Regions from separate parts of the Zea mays genome. Here region 2 is linked to region 1. The links are chromatin contacts, called in public Hi-C maps. All regions are on one chromosome and are shown on one strand. Each heading gives the region's core, a stretch centred on a gene start, on an enhancer-like site or on the middle of the called end of the contact. The rest is flanking DNA. Distances are from core to core; before and after follow the strand shown. Region 1 holds the start of LOC100304401 (naked endosperm2). Region 2 holds the start of LOC100276813.

Region 1 (3,710 bases), core at 375-2,874:
TATCCTAGATTTTTCAGTTTTTTGTCATGCATATTACCAAATTATCACTCTCTTACAAAGTCTATAGTTGCCAGTTGTTTCAACCAAACATATTTTAGTTTTCTCAAAGTCGTCAGCTTCCAACGTCTTTATCACAGCTCACAGCTATAATCAAATTTTCAAAGATCTACAGCTGAACCAAAAGATACGTTACATATCTAAGTGCATATATAGTAAGATCGAGCTACAAATCTAGAAAATCATAATACAAGTAATTTGTTGATCAATGTATTAGATAGAATAAAGGACACTGAGTTTACTTATTAACGGGCAGAATGTAATGTGCTAATCCCCCAACCCCGTCTTGCATCTACTGCTCGTACTGTATCCATGCGGGCATTGTTGGATGAGCATGTCTGAATACATGCGGTCCCGCATCTTTTGGTAGCACCGCCCCAAGCAAAGCTAGGAGGCGCATCCTATGTGGACAAGAGGATAGGGTTTGAGTGTCTTAACAGTGATAGTGTCATATTATTTTTTCCTACACGTACGTGGATGTGGTTTTGACAAACAAAATTAATACTGCAGTGTGAAAAAGTAATTATCTGGATCACCAAAAAAATAATTAGTAGTGTGCAGTGTGCACTGCTAGCATTCAATATTCTAAAGAAATTTTGCTACGACTCTATATATGTATGCCAATAATTGTGCAACTACCAACTAGGTAGGGTAGCTATCCTAGTAGTGATACACATAATTGTCAGTTATAATATAAAATTTAAAATAGGGAATTAGCTCATATAAATTTTAACACCATAAGTTCTAAGTAATTAGGCTGGATATATCAATATAGTGTACGCCGATATCAACCACAGCCACATAAGCAAATGAACTTTATACGTCTACATGAAAAAGACAACTATAGATCGTTAGAACGTATTTTGTACTATTATAGAGTATGAGCTGGTGTTTACGCTGCTGTGCACAAGGTACACGCTTCTTCATTAGTGTACGCTTGCTATACTCCGACTAAAACAACTCTTGCATGCCAACGGCCACACGTATAGAACGTACGTAATACAATAATAACATCTTAGAAGTAATCATGATGTGAGTCATCACATATATAAACAAAATATATACACGTGCAAACAAATGTTAACAAAAAAAAGTTTAGCGTGGATCTAACAGAAATTAGGTGGCATTTCGATTGGTGTATTAGCAAGGCTAGCTATACGAAAACATGGCCACGCACGCACCTGGATGCATATGTTTGCCACCCACAAACATCTAAAAAACCAAAACAGCACTGTGAAAACGCATGCTTGCGACCCATATAAACATCTAAAAGAGCCAAGACAACACCAGCGAAAGGCTTTTGCTGGTGTGCGAGCGTGTGATGGCGAGAGGGCAAGCCCCACGCAGTGGGTAGTGGACCCAATCCTCAGACGCTACACGACACCGTTTTGCCTGCGTCTGCGTGCGTGAGCTTGCCCCCGCTCCCATCCGCTGCTGTAGCTGTACTCTCTCTCTCTCTCCTCTCTCTCCTGCTCCGAGCTGTGTATATAGAAAAATCCAGTGTATTTTCCCCGGTGTGCATATATAGGCTTTGGAAGGGGGCGCAGGGGTGGAATTTCGGGAATCGATTTGTAGTGGGGCATGTAAGCTTGTGGGAGAGGAAAGCAGCAGGAGACGAAGGTAGTAGACAAGGAAAAGTATGCCAAAGAAAATGAGAGAACAACCTTCTTAGCTTCTCCTCCAGTCTCTCTCCACCACCGCTCTATCTCCTCGGTAGGAAGAAGAGCAAGCAAGAGAGGAGCAAGCTAGCTAGCGGTACAAGGGAGAGTGAGGTACAGAGAAAGAAACAAACTCGCTCGATTGTTTTTCCTATTAAATATGTATACGAGTATGTGGGAGTGGGTGTTTGCGAGCTTTTGTTGTCTTGCTTTTTTCTACTTGTTTCGAGTGCAACTGCTTGTTTGGATTTCCCTGTCCACTTTGTTCTTTTGTTTAATCTCGGAAGAGTCCCAAACTCCTAAGTTCTTCTCGGCTCCCTGTCGATTTGTTGCTTGTTTCAGATCAATCCCAAGCACGTACGTATGAGAAGGTATAGCCAACCCATATCAGGAATTTTGGGGGCTCTCCTTTCGGTCTGCTTTATCTCCTTGGCTCTGTCGGGCTCCTCCCCGTTTGTCTCCGGATCGGACTCGGAGGAACAGCAAAATCTTTCTAGTCACGCCCCCCATATGGTCTCCCGCTCGCATGCTGTGTGTGTCTTGTGTTTTTTTGGAGATACTCGTCGACTCGTGCTCTTGTTGCCGTTGTTGATTGCCATGCCGGCCGGACTCACTTGGAAAGTATTGTTGCTTGTTTCAGCGGCGAAGGGGACGGACGAATTGAAGAACACCTGCCAGTCCGATCGAGCTGGTGGTGCCGCCAGGATAAATCGGGAGGTATATGATGGCGTCGAATTCACCGGCGGCGGCGTTCTTTGGTGTTAGGGATGGGGACCAGCAAGACCACCAGATTAAGCCGCTGATATCACCGCAGCAGCAGCAGCAGCTGGCAGCGGCACTGCCCAGCGTGGCGTCCGGCCAAGGCGCGCCGACGGCGGCGGCGCAGCCACCGCCCAAGAAGAAGAGGACTATGCCCGGTAATTCACGCAAGTCCACCCCCTTCTGACTCCGGTCGTCCATGCACACTGCGTACAGGTCTGCTGCCTGCCAGAGATCTCGCTCGCTCGTCTGGATCGATTGGAGTTTTATGAGTTGGATGCTTGCAGCAAGAGCATATATCTTCTCTCACATAGTCACATGCCTGCACTCGGTTTCTCTTTCCATTTCTTCGTGGTTTCTTGTCTGAGTATTGTAGTTCTTGGTTTGTGATCACCGCTATATATCTTCACTGCGCCACTGCCTAGTCCAGAGAATCCTTGCCTGGTTTTCCAACGCAGATCGATGTGTGCAAACTACAGTTTTTTTTTTTTTTTTGGAAACTGGATTTCATGAAAATAAAAATAGGAATTCTCCAGTTCTTAGTTTTCTCTCTCTTTCCTCCCTATCTAGTTCGAGGTGGATCCCATCCCTACCTTCTTCTCTGCAGAGCAAAGTAGATTTGACGAGACGAGCTTGGCCTTCAGTTTGCACTTTTCAATAAATATACTTCATTTAAAGCTCCCTGTCCTCGCAACTGAGACCGAGAATTAATTCAGGTGAAGAATGGAGAGGGGAATTCATGGCGCTACTAGCACTTGCTCACGTTTTCGTTTTAACCGGTTAAAGAATTCAGACTCTCCAGCCAGCTTTTATTTGGTGAATAAAAATACCAAAACTCTTTGTTCTTTAAGAAAAAAACAAAATCAGTTTATCCTCCCAAGATTCCATGTACATGCATGAACTCAAGACTTCTTTTCTTCCCCCCAATTATGAGAAGCAAATAGGAGCCACATGGCACAACCCATGTCGATCCGTTTGTTCTCTTGAAGTATATCTCTTCCTGAAAACTCCTTCCCAAAAATCTCTTGCAAAGTATTGCCTTCTCTCCACCTCACATAGCTTGTCTGTAGTTCTCTACCGTGCCACAGCTAACACCGATCTAGAGAAAATCGGAGACAAAAAACAAGTATCTTCCGTCCCCAAAATACACTATATATATCCTACGCCCTCGCTTCTTAACCATGCATGCATGGTTAACTTATAAGCAAAATACTAATTACTCCTGCATACTTTTTA
Region 2 (4,150 bases), core at 993-3,492, 140 kb before region 1:
GTTAAAAATTAGCATGCTCAGTCAGTAGTACTAAACCTAATATTCAGTAAACAGGCGGAAATTAGAAATATGGTACCAGTACCAGACCACCAGTTGCAGGTACAAGAAAGTGAACCCTAAACTTGTATCTTTAATTCTAGTAAAATATGATGTAATATACCCATACATGATTTGTCACTTGTAACTCTGTCACCACTTATGGTTAGCAACACAAGCATACATTTTCAGACCCTTCACCCTTCTATGGATCGGAATTGTACTTGCTTCTTCTGTGGTTGATATCCATGACAAACCCAAACAAAGAATTAAACAGCACTCAGAGTCACCACTAGAAGACAAACAGCACACAGTTACTACTCAATTTCACCTTCTGGTCTCTATTAAGTTGCTAACCATTAGCATAAAACACAGCACTACAAAATAAACAATCTCCAGGCGGTAGTATTCTCTTAATCAACCCAAAGAGGGCAGAACAAGTTTATCGGAATAACATGTGCAAGAATCCTTATGTTTGCTAATTACTAGTACAAATATGCATAAGGAAAATGCTTGACTAGCACTTTGACTACTAAACAACATGCCGTGAAGGATCATAATTCTCCAAAGAGGCCATCTTCAATACACTGAGCAATACAGCTGCAAACAACAGCAATGACCAATGAGTGAACCTGTCAAAACCAGAGAGAATATCAGGCCACATTCAGCGTAAACATTTCAGTAAGAGAAATAACTAGTATATAATTCGTACACAAAATAATTTCCATGCTAATAAAGCAATATAATGAGAAGGTAATAGCTACAAGTTTTTTAACAAGTTGAAGCTAAAGGATACAATGAGAGAACCATATGTTGTTAATTCTCTACAAAGTTTTCTGGGATAGATGTCAAAGACGGGAAGTAAAAATAATGGAGAGTAGAATATATTGACCCTAAAGCAGAACCCAAATGTAGTGTCAATATTGAACAACCAATTGAATAACATGATACATATTGAGCACCTAGAACAAATAAACATAAGGACTATATGGGAGGTTTCCATCCTGCATGTGGAGTAAGATTACTAGATTAGCAACTCTGTATTTCGAATTTCTGATACACTGCTATGTCCTCTGATGGAGCAAAAACATGTGACATGTTTGATGGCCATTGCTAAAATCATTACAGCTAACCTAAACAGGCCATTGATTTCATCTTATTCGTACCGATTATTTTCACCAATATTACCATGTATATGACCTAATCCACCACATCATGAGTTATTCCTTGAGTCACATGTTGCAAAAACAGGAACAACAGTCCAAAGTGTCATTGAAGATATTCAGTCCCAACCATGTTCGAACATTGGTTGAGTCTTTCCTCGTACCAGTGATGTCAGAATTTCTAAATTTCCATTGCACAGAGTAGATTTTCTATCAATAAGGTTGCAATGTACATTAATAAACACTTTGAACAGTCATTGGGCTGCACTGCTGCAGTAGCAACGCAGCGCACCTCATTGTTGCACGGTTTGACTTCGTAATTAGTAAGATGGCCTGCAATCGATCATGTACTCTGTAGCTCATGAAAATTCCTAAGGGTCCGCTTGCAGCTCTAGTGTGCCAAAACAAAATTAGGCCATGACCAAAACCAGGGCATGGCCAGATTCATAAGTGGGTGGCAGCAACAAGCAACTCAAATCGAATCACTCGATTGAACGGGTACCTAGATCAACTCAGACAAAGCAATCTAAGGAGTCGATTATCTCATTCGGACCGGACGAGACGAAAACCCTAACATATATTCCAGCACCTCACCTCATTTGCAGTAGCGGTCGGCCTTCTTGCGGACGCGGTCGTCGAGGGCTTCCTCGACGGTGCGGTTCCGGGCGGCAGCGCGGGCGGCGTTGTCGGGGTCATACCCGAACTTCTTCGACTCCACAGGGAAGAGTTCCTCGTACTTCATCTTCTTCGCCGCGTCGATGGTGTAGTCGTCGCCAGTGCCGCTGCCGGCACCTCCGCCGCCTTCAGCACCCTCCGCGGCCGCGGCTGCGGCCTCGATGTCGCCGTCGGCGAGGGCGTCCGACGCGGGCTTCTTATTCTTCTTGTGCTTCTTTGGCTTGTGGATGGAGGCGGCTTCGCCGCCCTTGAAGACGAGGCGGCCGGGCTTGGCTTTCCTATACGCGTCCGACATGGGGAAGAGTGGAAGACCGGAAGAGGGGAGCGGGGGACAATCCAGAGAACGGAGATGAGAACGAAACTGGCACCTCGCGCGGCCACTTCACACCGGCGTATATATGGTGCTGATGATTACTTTCAGGCAAAATTAGGTGGGGGACACAAAGAAAAGGTGGCCTCGGCCACAACACATCAAAAAAACTTGGCTTTGAACGGACACACTAAAAAGTTACTTTTATTAGGTACCGGACACTCCACCTTTTATTATAATCATTTTTAATAGAAGCTACATGAAAAGACAAAATTGCCCCTGCCTATTCTCTCCTTTCCTCCACTGAAACTGGATCGCAAAAATGAATCACCTGCTGCTCGCGCCGTCCAGGTGCTCCCGCCGATAGGTTCGTCGGCTCCCTCCATCCGCCGTGTCCTGCTGCCGCACCTCCCTGCTCCAGGCGCACAGGGTCGACACCTTCACCAGTGCCCCAGGCTCAGGCCGGTTCCTGCGTGGGAGGCGACGTGTCACGGCGGCGGCACCTGCTCATGGCAGGGCGGAAGCACCCAGGAGATGGAGGAACCTCCACGATTCTTCAGCGATATTTTTGCAGAGAACCACGCCGATCTGTCATGGGATCTCGACGGGTAATATTCTTGCCATTTTCCCCTAGAGTTAAGGTAATTGTAGGCTTGATTTTGCAAAGGAAATCATACCCTAGTTCGTCCTGTTCATATTTGTGCCCCCTGTATGTGTAGGATGGATCCTAATTCGTCCTACAGGCTTGCTGTTCGAGTAGGCGCTTATGTCAAATTAACTGATGATGATGGTCGTGAATATTGTAAGGCATGCAACATTCAAAAGATTTTAGACAGGGATAGCACAAACTGGAATGATTTGCTTCTTGAAATTGCTACAGAAATTAAGTTAGGCTCAAAACAAAAGTTGCGTGTCACCTATTGGGATAATATTAGTCGTAGCTATGAAGAGATTGCTTCTGACCAAAAATTGCTTCATGCAATTGACATGTATTGGGATATAAGGAGGCTTTCAGTGCAAGTGGGTGTTATAGGGAAAGATGATAAGGATCACATACGTGATATTGGCCGGCTGGAGAGCATGCCTTGTGTTTTGCAGGGAAGTAGTGATGCCCCAGCCAACCAAACTATTGCACAACCTTCACTTGAAACTGACTCATCTCTTGTAGAGCCACCAGTTCATCAAATTACGGAAGTGGCTTGGGTGGATGATGACCTAGAGTACGTTGGTCTGAATGATGAGGATCTAATTTCTGATTCATCGGAGTTTGAACCAGATAGTGATGTAGACTATGCTGGTTCAGAGGATGAATTAGTTGTTCAGGATGCATTGGGTTGTGAGACAATTATCCATGTAACTGACTTGGAGAATCCGAAAATAGAAGTTGGTGTAACTTTTGGGGATGGTGATACTTTCAAGAAAGCTATTAGGCAATATGCAATAAAAGGTGAATATGAAATTGCAGCTCCATATTCTGAGGCAACAAGGTATAGAGGCTATTGCAAAGCTGAACAGTGCAAGTGGCGTATACATGCTTCACAATTGCAGGATGGAAGGACTTGGGAGGTTCTTATTATTTTCCCAAATTTTGTATACTATTTTTTGTATGTTTGTACTTAATTAATTCTTGCTTGTTTCAGATAAAGAAGATGCCTTTTGAACACACTTGTCAAAGCACAGGGAAAGTTGAGAAGAACTGCATGGCAACAAATCATTGGGTCAAGGATCGAGTTCTAGATTGGCTTGCAAAGGACAATAAGATTGGAGCTAAAGAATTAAAGAAAAGGCTAGAGGAGCAGTATCATCTGAAATTGTCATACTGGGTAGTTTGGGATGGAAGAAAGAAGGCTTTGGAGCAACTCAAAGGGAAGTGGGATGATAGTTTTGAGTGTATTTTCAGTTTCAAGACAGAGGTGGAGAAGACCAATCCAGGCAGTTTGGTAGACATTGAATATGAGAAAGTTGG

Evidence for each region. Hi-C and Micro-C count contacts between places; a contact is called where the count stands out from the background.
Region 2: a contact with region 1 is called in a Hi-C map of ear, with 4 times the contacts expected there. The contact joins the promoter of LOC100276813 here to the promoter of LOC100304401 in region 1. A contact is called at or near these places in 9 of 25 Hi-C or Micro-C datasets (bundle sheath, ear, endosperm and 4 more).

The regions. Positions count from the first base shown.
Region 1 is chr10:140,159,391-140,163,100 of Zm-B73-REFERENCE-NAM-5.0, reverse strand. It overlaps LOC100304401 (naked endosperm2), which reads left to right and starts at 1,624. Exons shown (of 4, transcript NM_001165837.1): 1 at 1,624-1,829; 2 at 2,356-2,632. The coding sequence starts at 2,437.
Region 2 is chr10:140,303,533-140,307,682 of Zm-B73-REFERENCE-NAM-5.0, reverse strand. It overlaps LOC100276813, which reads right to left and starts at 2,242. Exons shown (of 2, transcript NM_001165478.1): 1 at 1,794-2,242; 2 at 415-668. The coding sequence starts at 2,169. The coding sequence ends at 1,795. It overlaps LOC103641976, which reads left to right and starts at 2,494. Exons shown (of 2, transcript XM_020545911.2): 1 at 2,494-3,750; 2 at 3,825-4,150. The coding sequence starts at 2,896.